2 separate regions of the Sus scrofa genome follow, and region 1 is linked to region 2. Evidence: chromatin contacts called from public promoter capture Hi-C data. All regions are on one chromosome and are shown on one strand. Each heading gives the region's core, a stretch centred on a gene start, on an enhancer-like site or on the middle of the called end of the contact. The rest is flanking DNA. Distances are from core to core; before and after follow the strand shown. Region 1 holds the start of TDRD7 (tudor domain-containing protein 7). Region 2 holds the start of POLR1E (DNA-directed RNA polymerase I subunit RPA49).

What was found. Promoter capture Hi-C pulls out the DNA fragments that hold promoters and counts their contacts.
Region 1: a contact with region 2 is called in a promoter capture Hi-C map of liver, with 3 times the contacts expected there. The contact joins the promoter of TDRD7 here to the promoter of POLR1E in region 2. A contact is called at or near these places in 1 of 5 promoter capture datasets (liver) and 1 of 47 Hi-C or Micro-C datasets (embryonic fibroblasts).

The regions. Positions count from the first base shown.
Region 1 is chr1:239,283,103-239,290,405 of Sscrofa11.1, reverse strand. It overlaps TDRD7 (tudor domain-containing protein 7), which reads right to left and starts at 4,778. Exons shown (of 17, transcript XM_001924680.5): 1 at 4,598-4,778.
Region 2 is chr1:238,191,473-238,198,982 of Sscrofa11.1, reverse strand. POLR1E (DNA-directed RNA polymerase I subunit RPA49) reads right to left here and starts at 1,324. Exons shown (of 12, transcript XM_021066147.1): 1 at 1,160-1,324; 2 at 194-297. The coding sequence starts at 1,235.

The sequences.
Region 1 (7,303 bases), core at 3,529-6,028, 1.1 Mb before region 2:
CAGCTAGCAATGACCTCAGTCAAGGAAGAAGAAACCAGCTACAATGGACTGCACTTGACTTTCATGTCCTTCCTCTCACTCGTTTTCCTCCTCCTTTCTCTGCCTCTCTTTCTGAATGACAAGCATCAGAAATAGCTGGAAGTGCTTAGCACAATACTTGGCTTTTGGAAGTTAGGTTTTCCTCAAGGCATGGTACAGATGGGAAACTGTCTATGAATATATGCATTACGTGGCTAAGAGTGCAATGAACGGGGCATTGGTGAAAGGCATCAAATTTGAAATATCAGCATTGCCCCAGGTTTTCTTGCTTGCCTTGTTAACCTACTTGACCTGGCAAACTTAAAAAAGGCCACTGGATCTTCTCCAAGATGTCTCACCTAACTAGTAGGCAAAAGTCACTTAACTACTTTTGCAAAGGGTCTTGGGGCAGAGGCTCCCTGCAGACTGTACTCCCAGTGTCCACGGACACTGTATGGCAGCACAGGCCAGTGGGGCCAGCCTCAAAGGAGGCTGAGGCACACAGAATGCTAGTGGGCCCCTTCACACCATCTCCTCCAAACTGCTCAGTTTAAAAATGACAAAACAAAAACAACCCCACACCTGAGGTCCAGGGTAATTATTCCAGGCCTTCTTTTATGGCCAGAACCACAAGACCCCCAGTCTTCCGGCTCCCAGACTTAAGGCTTCCTTTCAGACACTCCAATGTATAGAGTTGGCTTCTGAACACAAGTTCGACTTGGGGGACACAGGGAACAGCCCTGGGGCATTCTTAGTGACTAGTACTTCAAGGGACCTTAAACGGGCATCTGCCACACAGTGTGATTTAAGGATGCGGCACCCAAATCCAAAAGACCTGTCAACTGCTGCAAAAATCCAATCCTTTTATACTGTTCCTTTTCTATTTTGCTACACAATTAATCACGAGTGCCCCCAAATGTTAATGAAGTACAAAAAGTGGGGCAAGGAATAGGGGAAAGTAATGACAACCTGCAGGAAAGCAAGGTTTAAACAATGTGAACAGCCTAAAATAATTTTCACACTCAAAACTGAAGTTTGCAAATGCACAACATTTCTAACACACCTGACCCTGAAAAGGGTTCTGGGAGAGTCTTATTCTGAAGAGCCAGGTTTGGTGTCCTCTAGATACCTGCTTTTACCACTGGCTCGTCCTCCCTGGCTCAGTCATGTGCATGTGATGTGCTTCCTGAAGCTGGAGCTTCCTCCCTCCTGAGGCCCAGAGACCTTTAGCCAAGCTGATCTCCCTCCCATCTGTGCTCTCTCCGCTCAGCTTCTCTTTTCTCAACTATTTCCAGCTGCATTATTTGGCTCATCTTCCCCATTGCACTTTTCGTGTTATAAATTCGATTTGAAGAGTGGCACTAAAAGCCCAAATAAATCGGAAGAATTGTTAGGGTAAACTGAAATCACCATGCAATCTCTCTTACCTTCTTTAGTCAGCTACTCAATTTTTATTATTCCCTTAAGGCACATACTTCTGGTAAATGGCTGCCCTTCTCCATGCAGACACTATCTGTAGCACTAAGCCAGGCCCCTAAAACCCAGAATGTCTGTGCTGAAAAGATTTTAGGCATCCTCCAGTCTATCCCAAATCCCTCATTACAAAAAATCAATAAACTGAGCCTCAGAGAGGTAAAGTTTTGGTGATTTCTCACCTTGCAACAGTTTAATATATTATCTTTTCTTTCCAACTGTAGTCTATTTGTTACACCTGAATTATTCCTTTATCAATTCTTCTTAAAAAGAAAGATAGTTATTAATGCCCTCGGGTAGTGATATTCTCCCTCAGGGTAACTTCAGAGAGCTGTTTCCTATTCTTTTTTTTTTTTTTTTTTTGTCTTTTTGCCATTTCTTGGGCCGCTCCCAAGGCATATGGAAGTTCCCAGGCTAGGGTCTAATCGGAGCTATAGCCAACGGCCTCTGCCAAAGCCACAGCAACTCGGGATCCGAGCCGCTTCTGCAACCTACACCACAGCTCACGGCAACGCCGGATCCTTAACCCACTGAGCAAGGCCAGGGGTCAAACCCGCAACCTCATGGTTCCTAGTCGGATTCATTAACCACTAAGCCACGACGGGAACTCCTTCCTTTTTTTTATTATTGTAATTTCAACCTCCAAATTATACATGCATTACTAATTACACAGTATGAATAAATAAGGGCTTTCCATAAATCTACAGGCCAGAGGAAAAAACCCTGAGATCGTAAGTGGCTTAGTTAGGAGTTTGGGTCTTAATGCCAGTTCTGATTCTAATTAGGTGTGACTCTGAGCAAGTCTCTAAGTCACTTTTTTCATATGGAAGAAAAAGAGGATGGACAAGATCCACAGTTTCCAACTTTCCCTGGTTTTCCTTCAAGGGCAAAATAGGGTCCAAAGATCTGATGGAAATCATGGGTGTGCTTCCTGTTGACAAAGCAGCAGAGCTAAAATACTGAGTTTACTCTGGGGTCACGTTGAGTGTCTTGTGCCGATCAGAAGCATTAACTGCCATACATCCTCACACATATTTTCAGTTAAAAATGACAAACTGCCTTTAAATTGTTTGTATAAAAGGCAATATTTTGTAAAAAACTGGCCCAATAGGGGAAATAATGAAAAGAATGAAGCTTCTAAAAACACAAAGGCAGGAGCAGGGAGGAGAAAGGTAGTTTTCCATCAAGAAAGAAAAAAACCAATTCACATAGATATGAAATGAGATTTCACTCCAAGCACCAAGGAACCTCTGTCCGTTTTGTATGTATCTGCTGACCCTGAAGCTTTGCCCAGAAGCAAAGCATTCATTCTATGTCAAATCTCGGTTCTCAGAAATAGCACTTGCTCACAGAGTCAGCACTTAAGAGTTGGATTCTATTTTTCCTTTACATTCATATGAAGTCTCTAACTAGACTGTACTGCACTGAGAACTTAAAGAGACATCCTTCAAAGAGTTAAATCTCTAGGTACAAAATACAATAGTTCATTCAGCCATGTTCAACTAGGACACTTAAAAGGGCATTAGCAGGGATTACATTTCATTTCCAATCTACAGGGGCTGTAATCTGAAGGCACCACCAAGTGCTACTTCACAGTCTCACTATGTTTCTCTAGCACACAGGGAGGCTGTGGGCTGGCAAAGGGCCCTGGACGGGAGGCACAGGGGATGTAGGTTCTACCCCGGTTGGCTCCACAGCCATTTCCCGCACCAGCACAGTTCATGATGCTCCCTGAATGGCAGTTGAGTGAACGTGCAGAAACCTCCACCATGGTCCAATTTATATGATAGACAGAACTTAAAGTTATGTCCCTGCCTCCAAGAGAGTGAAACACAATTATGTAAAATATGGGAAGTCTGGTGGAAGGAAAAGAGTTAACACTTCTTTATTACTATGAGTCAAAGGGACTACAGTAGTTATTTCACAAAAGCCTTGCAAAGTTAAGTATTTCCAATTGATAAACAGAAAGCCAGGCTCAAAAACACTATGTAATTTGTTCAATTTACACAATTACGAAGTGGAGAAGCCCAGAAGCCAAGTCTGCAAAGCTCCCACTATGCACAGTATGCAACACCAGCACATCAAAGCAGATGGGGAATAGGGACTTGGGTCTAATTTTCACTTCGGTCATTAAATTGTCATCTATCACAAGGCAGGGCACTTTTCAGCAAATTTTCCACCTGCACGAAAGTGGGGAAGGAGGGATGACCCAGATCAGTGGTATTTTTGTTTTCGTTTTGTAGGGTGGCTTTCGGGAATCTTTGGGGCCAAGACGTTTTCTAACATCGCTGTTTCCCTTTCCAGTTCTTTGAAATTGTTTGGGAGTGAGTGGTGCCCTTGGTTATGTATGGAAATGTACTGCACCTACCCCCTCAAGGAGATCTGAGCAGAACAGTCATGCGGGCTCCGAGCCCTTAAACTGAGGCTGAGAACCTGACCCTGTTGGGGGTTCTGGCGAAAGTAAAGAGACAACTCACTCTTGGATTCATATTTCCCTCCTTACTTGGTGCTCTGTACCCACCAGGTGCTCGCGGTTTAAGAGAAGCGGATAGTTATTTGTGTCCTACATTACTTAAGCGGCTTGCAGGGCTGGTCTGTAAAGAGAGGTCCGTGCCTTTAAGGAACTTAAAGTTCACGGTGTAAAATACGGGAGTTCAATAGCCAGGGGGCCCGGCTATCCCTTGCTCCAAGCGGGCGGCTGGGGGCCCCTGCGCCGGTACCAGGAACCACTTCCTGGTCATCATCTCCCGCCCCCTGTCCACACCCCCCTGCTGCATTTCCCCACTGCACTGAGTTTCCCAGGCGTCAGGGGTCCGTCCGACTCCCCAGGGGTGAACGCCCAGACAGCCCCGAGCGGTCGGGGGAGGGGTCCCATCAAAGATTTACAACACAACGCTCTGGAACTCCAACTCCCTGGAGCCCAGCCCGCTTTCCTGGGTGGAGACCGGGGCATCCTCTGCGGCTGCAGGGAAGAGGCCCGGGGTCCATTCGAGTCCCGCTCGGGCCACTGTTCCGCTAGCGACCCAGGTGCGTTGTGCCAGCCTGAAACCTCGCCAAACCTCGCCCGGCACCTGTCGTTTCTGCAGCCGGCGGGACCTGCGCTCACCTCGTTCTGGGGGCCTGCGGCCCGTCCCCGCGCCTCTGGGCCCGGCTCTCGCCGCCGTCTCCGCCAGGGCCACAGCCGCAGCCACCGCCCACTTTCGGTTTCCCCAGCACGGCCGGAGCCGCCGCTGCCGCCGCCGCCGCCGCCGCGGCTCGGGAATCACCTCAAGCCCCCGCCCCGCCCTGCTCGGCCCCGCCCCGCTCCGCCCCTCCCCGAGGGCAGCCCGGCTTCGGCTCTGCGCACGCGCGGGCACCCCGGCCGCGTCCGCCCACGCCGGCGTCCGCGCGTGGGAAGGGAAACCGACGCCGCCTAGCGGTTTCTGCGCGTGCCCACGCACGGGCCGTCGGCGGAAGACGACGGCAGGGCGGGCGCAGGAGCGCCTCCACGTGGACGATGCAAGAACGGGCGGGCCGGGAAGACCCGGGACCCAGCCCACTTCACCAGCACATGTGTGCGCCTGCTATTGCATTCGCGTACCCGTCAGATGTCTCATTCAGCTCTCGCTCAGTCTTTTCTTCGTTTCTGGGGCAGTTACTTTTTATTCTCTCAGACACCCACCTGGTCCGCTCATTTCCTTTCGGTCTTTTCTCAAGGGTTACCCTTTCGAGGAGGAGCCACCTTCTCAAAAATGTCTTCTCCTTCGCTAACATTCCCTGTCCCAACGCCTTCTCACCTTTCTCTCTCCTTAGCACCCGGGTAGCACACTCTATGTGTTTTACTTACCTTTTCGTTGTCTACTGTCCTCCTCAGATTAAAACTCTATGAGCTCAGGGATCTTTGTTTTGTTCCGTAATCTATTCCCAGAACCAAGAATAGTCCCTGGCACAGGGTAGGCTGACATAAACATTTCTCAAATTCATTTATTCATTCATTTGTTATAAAATTACTGAACACCTAGTATTCACTTTTTTTTCTGCACATTAATTCTACCAACATTTATTGGGCATATTGGTTTGTATTCCTTAAACCAACTATAAACACTTTGCTGCATTCATTCTATATGCCTTTACTGAGGGCCTACTATTTATTCAAACAGTATTTTTTACAGCTTTATTAAAGTATAATTGACATGCTACCCATGTTTAAAATGTACACTATGATGTTTTGACATGTGTATACAGCTGTGAAACTAGCACTGCTGTAAAAATAATGAACATATCTGTCTCCCCAAAAGAGTTTTCTCATGCACGTTTATAATCCTCACCTCATGTGCCTCTGTCCCTTGCCTTATCAACTGCAGCTTTGTTTTCTGTAGCTATAGATTAGTTTGTTTTTTCTAGAATTTTATATAAACAGAATCATATATGTGCTGTCTTTTTTGGGGGGGGGGGAATCCAGCCTCTTTCACTCAGCAGAAGCATGTTGAGATTCATCCATATTGCTGTGTGCACCAAGAGTTCAAGTCTTTTCATTTCTGAGTAGTATTCCATTGTATGGGTGTATGAAACCTACCATATGACCCAGCTATTCCATTCCCAGCATTTACCCAAGGGAAATGAAAACATACGTCCACATAATGACCTGGACAAGAATATTCATAGCAGTTTTGTTTGTAACAGCCAAACAGGAGAATAACACAGACCTCCATCAGTAGGCGAATGGACATTTGTATATTTGTACATACAACTACCCTGTACAGAACAACTGCTATTAATAGAGTGCCTACTATGTTAAGGCACAAGCCTGTGCTTGAGGAGCTTTAGATTCAGTGAAAAGAGGTAGTGGGCAATGAAGATGGAGATTGGAAACAGACTCTGGAAGGCCTGATAGCCATGCTTAGGAGTTTGGGCTTTTTTTCAAAGGCAATGGGAAACCGTTCAACGTCTTCTCTGAACACTGCTCTCTTTTTTATGCCCACATCTAGTCCCTGACTAAATCTGCCCAAATGTCTCTCCTTGGCAATTTTTTCATCCCCACTGCTGTATTTCAGTCTATTTCAGATATCTCTTTTCCTTCTCTCCCCTCCATTCTGCTCCAAACACTGCATTGGACTTAATAAACCTAATACACAACCAGATTCAATTTGGACTCTGCAGTGCTCATACATCCCCTGGCTTCACATTTAAGATTGGAAAGATGTAAAAAGCGGCTCCCAATTGAAAGATGGCCGGTTGGAGTAGGAAATTAGGACAAACTCCCAAGTCCAATATGTAAAATAAATCATGAAATGATGTGAGTTGACCCCAAGTCTGAGGCCCTTGCAAAAGGAGTCCATGTTTGGACTGGCCTATCTATAAGGATAAATGATGCTCTGCAGTAAGTTTTTTTAAAAATCAGTTGCATTGATTAATAGTTTACATATAATAAATATTTTAAGTGTACAGGTTAATGAATTTGACAAATGTATTCAATCATGTGTCCACCACCACAATGGAACCATTGAACTAATCCATTGTTTCAAAAAGATCCCTCCTGCCTCTTTACAGTTAATTCCCCCCTACCATCTCCAGCCCCCAGCAACCACTAATCTGATTTCCGTCACCATAGCTTTGCTTTTTTGAAAATGTCACGTGGACAATACGCAGTTCTTTGTATCTGGCTTCTTTCCCTTAGCATGGTGCTTTTGAGAATCTCCAGGTTGTCACGTGTATCAGTAGTATATTCCTTTCCATTGCTGAGTAGTGTGACATCATATATATGGATACGTCATGATTTGTTTATCTATCACATTTGATATACATTTGTGTTGTTTCCAGTTTGGGGCTATTC
Region 2 (7,510 bases), core at 75-2,574:
ATGAATAAAGGGCTATCATTTCACCATAAGTGTGAAACTGAATGGAGCCTGCTCCCACACACCAGCCTGCTGGGGCTCAAAGTTCTTTAAGGCTAATCTGCTATCCCCTGCTTTTCTCCTCTCACTCCCTTCCACACCCAAGGGGCCTCCTGAAGCCTGCAGAGTGGAGAAAACAAGCTACTGCAGCACTTACCAGGATCCGCTGACTCCTCTTCCTGGGGTTTGTGGAATCATTGCTCTTGTACAAGGTGAAGCGCATGTTGCCTGGATTCTGCAGCTTCCCATTGGAGAACTGGACTGTAAGATTGTAGCCCAGGAATGACATGAGAGCAGAAGGACCAAGAGAGTATGATGCAGAGGAAACAGACAGTCAATGAGAGGGAGTGACTGAAGGAATGGGGATGGCAAAGAGGCCCAGGTCCTGGCCCAAAGGAGGTTTTTTTTTGTTTTTTGTTTGTTTTTTGTCTTTTCTGGGGCCAAATTCGCGGCATATGGAGGTTTCCAGGCTAGGGGTCTAATCAGAGCAGTAGCCACCGGCCTACGCCAGAACCACAGCAATGCGGGATCCGACCACCACCACAGCTCACGTCAACGCCGGATCCTTAACCCAATGAGCAAGGCCAGGAATCAAACCCGCAACCTCATGGTTCCTAGTCGGATTCGTTAACCACTGAGCCATGATGGGAACTCCCCAAAGGAGGGCTTAAGGAGATCCGGATCCAGGTGGGAAGAGGATGGGGAGGGGATGGGAAGGTAAGGGGAGGCCTGAGGAGAGAGGGGCTTCGACGGGAGGGAATAACTAGGGGAAATGGGACTAACTGACGAGGCCTGGACCAGACCTAAAAAGATAAAGAAAAATTCTGCCCAATGGAGGAAAGTAAATGGAGCAGGTTTGAGACTTGATGGGTGAGGAGATGACCGGGTCTAGAGTACTGGGAAGGGGTAACTGGTAAGGCCTCATTCAGCGGGAAGGTGGTGACAGAAACGCGGTGAGATGACAGAGGAACCCTGGCCGAGCCCTAAGTAGCAGTAGAGCCTGGAAGGGATCTGGCCCAGCTGAGAAGGGGGACGGACCAGTAAGGGAAGACGAGGGCTGTAGATACCGAGACAGAAAGGGAGGAAGTTACAGGGAGCTCTGCTCCGGCTCCGCAGTCCTTACCCAGTAAAGCTCTCTGGCTCTCTTCGGGGTCTCCACAGTACAGCCACCTTGCACTCGGCAACACCTCCGCCGCCATCTCGCCCTTCTACCGCCAAGCACAGGAGTTAAGACAACTGCGTCCGCTAGGTACACGCGGGTGGAAAAAAAAAAAAAAAAAAGGCAGGGCGGAAGAGGCGTGGCCTCTCCGGGCACCGCCCTGCGCACGCAGAGATGCGTGGCTCCGCCCCCATCAGGCCCGGCCCCTAAGCGCTGTCTCGCTGAGCTCTGAGGCGGGCCATCCCCTCTCACTCTTCGCCCGCCCCTCCGCGTGGAGAGGCGGGGTCTCTGCGCTCCCTATGCCCCGCTCCTTCCTCCGCAGCAAGGCGCAACACGTGATTGGCCCAGCACTCGGCCTGCTCTTTACAGGTCGTGTGCCGCTAGGGAGCACACTACCTTCAGGTCTTGCTTTAGCGCATAGACGGGTTTCTTCGCGGCTGAGTCTAGGTAGGGTATGGTCTATCTCTACCACCGAGGCAAATAAGTCTTACTGACGCCTGAAAGTCCAAGTTCAAATTTAGAATTTTTCGATAGGCAATCCTTGCACGCTAACTAAATGTGGCGACTGGCGGAGACCGGCCGCTTTCCAGGACCTCCATCCACACACCTGGATATCAATCCTTAAGCCCAAACGTGATCCACAATCCTGTAAACAGTAACATGACCTCATCTTCTCGGACCTTGGCACAGTACCACCTGTGGTTCAATCAACTCTGAGAGTATGGACCAGTGGGAGAGGCCCAGCAGACTCAAAGCTTCTGGGGTGGACAAGAAGGGGGAACCAGAAGGCATGGTCCTTTGTCCCCGCGGATTCAACCCTCCCTACCGCATGGGGAGTTATTAGGCAAAAAGGAGGATTAAAGCAGATCTTTCAGCATGGGCCCAGGCTAGGACCCGTTTTTCTCAGTCAAAGGAGGGTACTGTTGAAGGGAAAGAACCAGGTTGACTCATCTGTGTTTTCCAAATTGCCTTCTTTTGAGACTTCCCCTCCCCCTGCACGTACTTCCAAGATGATCTAAAAAACATTAACACCTGGGAGTTCCCTTCGTGGCGCAGTGGTTAACGAATCCGACTAGGAACCATGAGGTTGCGGGTTCCGTCCCTGCCCTTGCTCAGTGGGTTAAGGATCCGGCGTTGCCGTGAGCTGTGATGTAGGTTGCAGACGCGGCTCGGATCCCGCGTTGCTGTGGCTCTGGCGTAGGCCGGTGGCTACAACTCCGATTAGACCCCTAGCCTGGGAACCTTCATATGCCACTGGAGCGGCCCAAGAAACGGCAAAAAGACAAAAAAAAAAAAAAAAAAAAGATAACACCTGAGCTCTCCTTTTTCTGAGCAAGTCTTTTCTAATTACCAAATCTCAACTTACAGAAAAATTGCAAGTACAGTGCAAAGAAATTTTCTGGCCCTGAACTTTTTAGAGTAAGTTATCAACCTGATGCCCCATCACACCTGAAGACCATGTATAGTATTTCCTACAGACAAAAACGATCCCTAAATGGCTACACTACAGCCATAAAAATCAGGAAATTAACATTGCTACATTACTACCATATACTCATCATTTCCCACTTCAGTTCATCAGCTCTTCTGGTAATGTCTTTATAACAGAAGATCTTGTCCAGAATCACATATTGCATTTAGCTGGCATAGCTCTGTAGTCTCCTTCCACCAAAAACAGTTTCTTACTCTGACTTTGAATTTTAAAGTTCACAGGCCAGTTATTTTGAATGTCCTTCAATCTGTTTGTCTAATGTTTCTCTAATGTTTCCAAGTGATTAGCTTCAGGTTATGCATCTTTGGCAGAAATTTTACAAATATGATACTGTTCTTCTCATTGTGTTATGTCAGGTGATGTACAATTCGATTTGTCCCATCACAGGTTACAGTAACTTTGATCACTTAACTAATGTGGAATCAGCCATGTTTCTCCACAGTAAAGTTATTCTTTTCCCTTTGTAATTAATAAGTATATTGTGGGCAATTTTTTTTTACTATAGACTAAGTAAATATCCTGTTCACCTTTCAATTATTCATTTATTTACTTACAAATATCAGTATGGATTTGTGGATTCTTATTTTATTCAGTAGATTGGAATCTGCTACTGTCATTTAGTTTCATGGCCAAATTTTCCCAGATTGGGCCAGTGGGAACCCCATAAGCTGGTTAGTGTCCTTTTAACATGTTCACATTATTTTTTTTGAACATGTCCTTGCTCTCTGGCCACGGTTTCAATTCATCTTGTACTTTCCCTGCCCCAGCCCAAAATCACTCATTTCTCCAAGGAGTTCTGGTTTCTTCTGGTCAGAAATGATACTTAGAAACCAGGATCTATGTCTGCTTTTGGGACGTCACTCCTCCCAGGCCTGAATTAGTGAATATATGTATCTAAACACAATTTTACAACTAAAAGTGCTTTTTTTCTTTTTTGGGCCTCACCTGTAGCATATGGAATTTCCTGGGCCAGAGCTTGAAACTGAGCTGCATCTGTGACTTATCCCATAGCTGCAGCAATGCCAGATCCTTAGCCACTGAGCTGGGTCGGGGATAGAACTGTCAATGCCACAGAGACAAGCTGGATCATCAATCTACTGTACCACAGCGGGAACTCCCAATTTATTTCTAAATCTATGTATATATTAGAGACCATAAGTCAACAGTGACCTCTAATTCCCATCCAGCATGGGAAGGTTTCATTCTGCTTTCTTCCCTCCCATATTTGTAACTTCCTTCTTTGACAGTGAGAAACTTGGTTCCAGTTAGCCTTCATCTTTTTACTTATTCGATCAGTAGCCCTGTAAGTACCACATCTTCCATCACCACCACCACCCAACATGAAGGCCCTTCCTATCCCATTCAGGTTCCCACCTCCTACCTCCGTTTTTGTTTTTAGTTTTTTGGTTTTTTGTTTTTTGTTTTTTGTTTTTTTAGGGCCGTACCCGCGGTATATGGAGGTTCCCAGGCTAGGGCTCGAATCAAAGCTACAGCTGCCAGTCTACCCTACAGCCACAGCAACACAGAATCCAAGCTGCGTCTTTGACCTACACCACAGCTCATAGCAACGCCGAATCCTTAACCCACTGAGCAAGGCCAGGGATCAAACCCACAACGTCATGGTTCCTAGTCGGATTTGTTTCCTCTGTGCCATGATGGGAGCTCCCAGGCTCCCACCTTTAACCACCAAGCCTGGGGCCCCTGCAAGGTGCTGTATTAATTAGGGTTTTCCAGAGAAACAGAACCAGAGAGAGAGTAAGAAACAGAGATACAGAGAGAGACACACAGAAAGAGATTGATTGTTATGAGGAATTGGCTCATAGGATTATGGAGGCTGAACAGTTTGACAATCTGCCATCAGTAAACTGGCAGGAAAGCTGGCGATATAGTTTGAAGGCTGGAGAACAAGGAATGCTGACCATGCAACTGCAAGACTGAGGGCCAGAGAAAATGAGATCTCAGGTCACAGATGTGGCAAGAAAAAAAAATGGACAAATTCTGTTTTCCTCCACTTTGTGTTCTGTTAAGGCCCTCAGTTGATTGGCTAATGCCCACCCAATTTGGGGAAGACAATCTACTTGAGAGACCACTGATTAAAATGTTAATCTCATCTGGAAGCACCCTCACAGACACATCCGGAAGTACCCTTCAATCTGGGCACCTGAAGCCAGTCAGGTTGACTCATAAAATTGACTATCACAGTTTGGAAATTCAGAGACCTCTGAAATTCTCTCTTAGCATTATATTTCAGAGGAGAAAAACTTAATTTTTTGGTAAGTATAAGGAATTGGAGGGTTAGGAGGAGGGGCAGGCAGAGTCCTTCTTTCCTGGGGTAATATCTCCATCTGCTGGCGTTTCAGGGTATCACTAGCAAAGACCTGAACAGGGCAGGTCAGATTCCCTAAATGTGTTTGTTGTAACATACTGATCTCTCAAAACTGTTTCTTCTGCCTCTCTGCCTTCCTTGTCTATTCCTGTCTCTCTTTTTCTATGTTTGCCTCACTCTCCTGTTCTTCCTTTCCTGTCCTTCATGTCCCTGATGCCTGATGCAGACTCTGCTTGCTTATCCATAGAGAGACATGAAATGACTCATTCCTTCTAAGGGAGACCTTTTCATCTTGGACAGATTTTTCCTGACAGTTGCAGTTCTGCACTCCAGGGCCACACAGAGCATGACCAATGCCTCTGCCCTGAGCCTTCAAATGCCAGAATACTGGCTTTCCATTTATCTGCACCTCTCCTTCTCAACACCTCCTTCCAGCCCCTCAGCTATTTCCCACACCAAAGTTTCTAGGGCTCGCCTCATCCTGGTCACCACTGCCAGACACACACCAATGTATCTGTGTCCTCCTCACACTGGGGGGCCCACAAAGATAATACTTTAGCTCTGAGCTGGGTAATACAGAACAAAGAGCCTCCATCTCCTCCATTGTGCTACTTGCCATGCCTCTCCTAATAAAACCACTATATGCTTTTCTTCTAAACATCTATACTGTTGGGTTAACTTATATAGGGTTAACAATAAACAAATATTCTTGACATTGTGAAGTCACATCATCTTGCAATTTTTTTTAATGATGCCAGAGTTCTAAATTTATATTAAAAAATTTTTTATTATAGTTGATTTACAATGTTCTATCAATTTCAGCTGTTCAGCAGAGTGACCCAGTCATACATACATACACACTCTTCTCACATTATCTTCCATCGTGTTCTATCACAAGTGATTGGATATAGTTCCTGTGCTATACAGCAGGACCTCATTGCGTATCCATTCTAAATGTAATAGCATCTCTTAACCCTAAACTCCCAGTCCATCCCACTCCCTCCTCCTTCCCCTTGGCAACCACAAGTCTGTCCCCTATGTCTGAGAGACATAGAGTGAGACTGTCACTGTTCTGTAGATAGGTTCATCTTTGCCATATTTTAGTTTCCACAAATAAGTGATATCATATGGTTTTTGTCTTTCTGACCTACTTCATCTAGTATGAGAATCTCTAGTTCCATCCATGTTGCTGCAAATGGCACTGCAATTTTTTTTTTTTTAAGGGCCGCACCCTCAGCATATGGAGGTTCCCAGGCTAGGGGTCCAATTGGAGCTATAACCGCTGGCCTACGCCACAGCCACAGCAATGCCAGATCCAAGCTGCATCTGCTACCTACACCACAGCTCATGGCTATGCCAGATCCTTAATCCACTGAGTGAAGCCAGGGAGCGAACCTGCAACCTCACAGTTCCTAGTCAGATTCGTTTCCACTGCGCCACGATGGGAACTCCAAGCAATGAAAATTTGTTTTGTTTTGTTTTGTTTTTCGGTCTTTTTGTCTTTTCTAGGGCTGCGTCCGCAGCATATGGAGGTTCCCAGGCTAGGGGTTGAATCGGAGCTGTAGCCACCGGCCTCTGCCAGAGCCACAGCAACTTGGGATCCGAGCTGTGTCTGTGACCTATATACCTCAGCTCATGGCAACGCCAGATCTTTAACCCACTGAGCAAGGCCAGGGATTGAACCCACAACCTCATGGTTCCTAATCGGATTCGCCTCCGCTAAGCCACGACGGCAACTCCTGCAATTTTTTTGAAACAAAGATTCAGAGCGTAAATGAAGGCCTGTTAAATTTAATTGCATTAGATTCAGCCTGCTCAGATATTTTTCCTAATAACATTTATTAGATTTTTTAGAAATTATCAAACTAATATATATTTGATGTCTAGCATTGGGGAAAACACAGAAAGAATATAAAGAATGCAATTCTAGTAATCCATGATCACATCCTCACCTAAAGGAAATCATTGTTCACATTGTTTCATTTTTTCTACATTTTCTCTGGTATATGCATTTTTATATAACTGATGTAATATTATATTCACTGTTGTGTCCTTTTTTAAAAAAAGTTAATGTTATCTTGTAAACATTATCTTAAACCTCACATAATATACATTCAATGTTGCCATGGAGCTGATGTATTACATCCTCTGGTTGAACACTTAGGCTGTTCCCAATTTTTTCACTGTTACACAGAATATTTCGGTGACTTTTAAAGCATAAAAGTGCTTTTTTGGATGGATTCCTTCGGATGGAGTACTAGGACTTGCATTAATAAATCGAGATTATGAACATTAAAAAAAGATTCTTAATACATACTGTCACATTTTTCTCCAAAATATTTTCACATCTTTTAAAAATCCTGGTTCTGTCTTCTAACACCATCCAAGGCACTTTGGAAGATATAAGAATGAAAACACACTATCCTTGCCCTCAGGAATTAACTTCCTAGGAGGAACACAAAAATGGGAAAAAGCACACTCAAGGATGGATATTCTT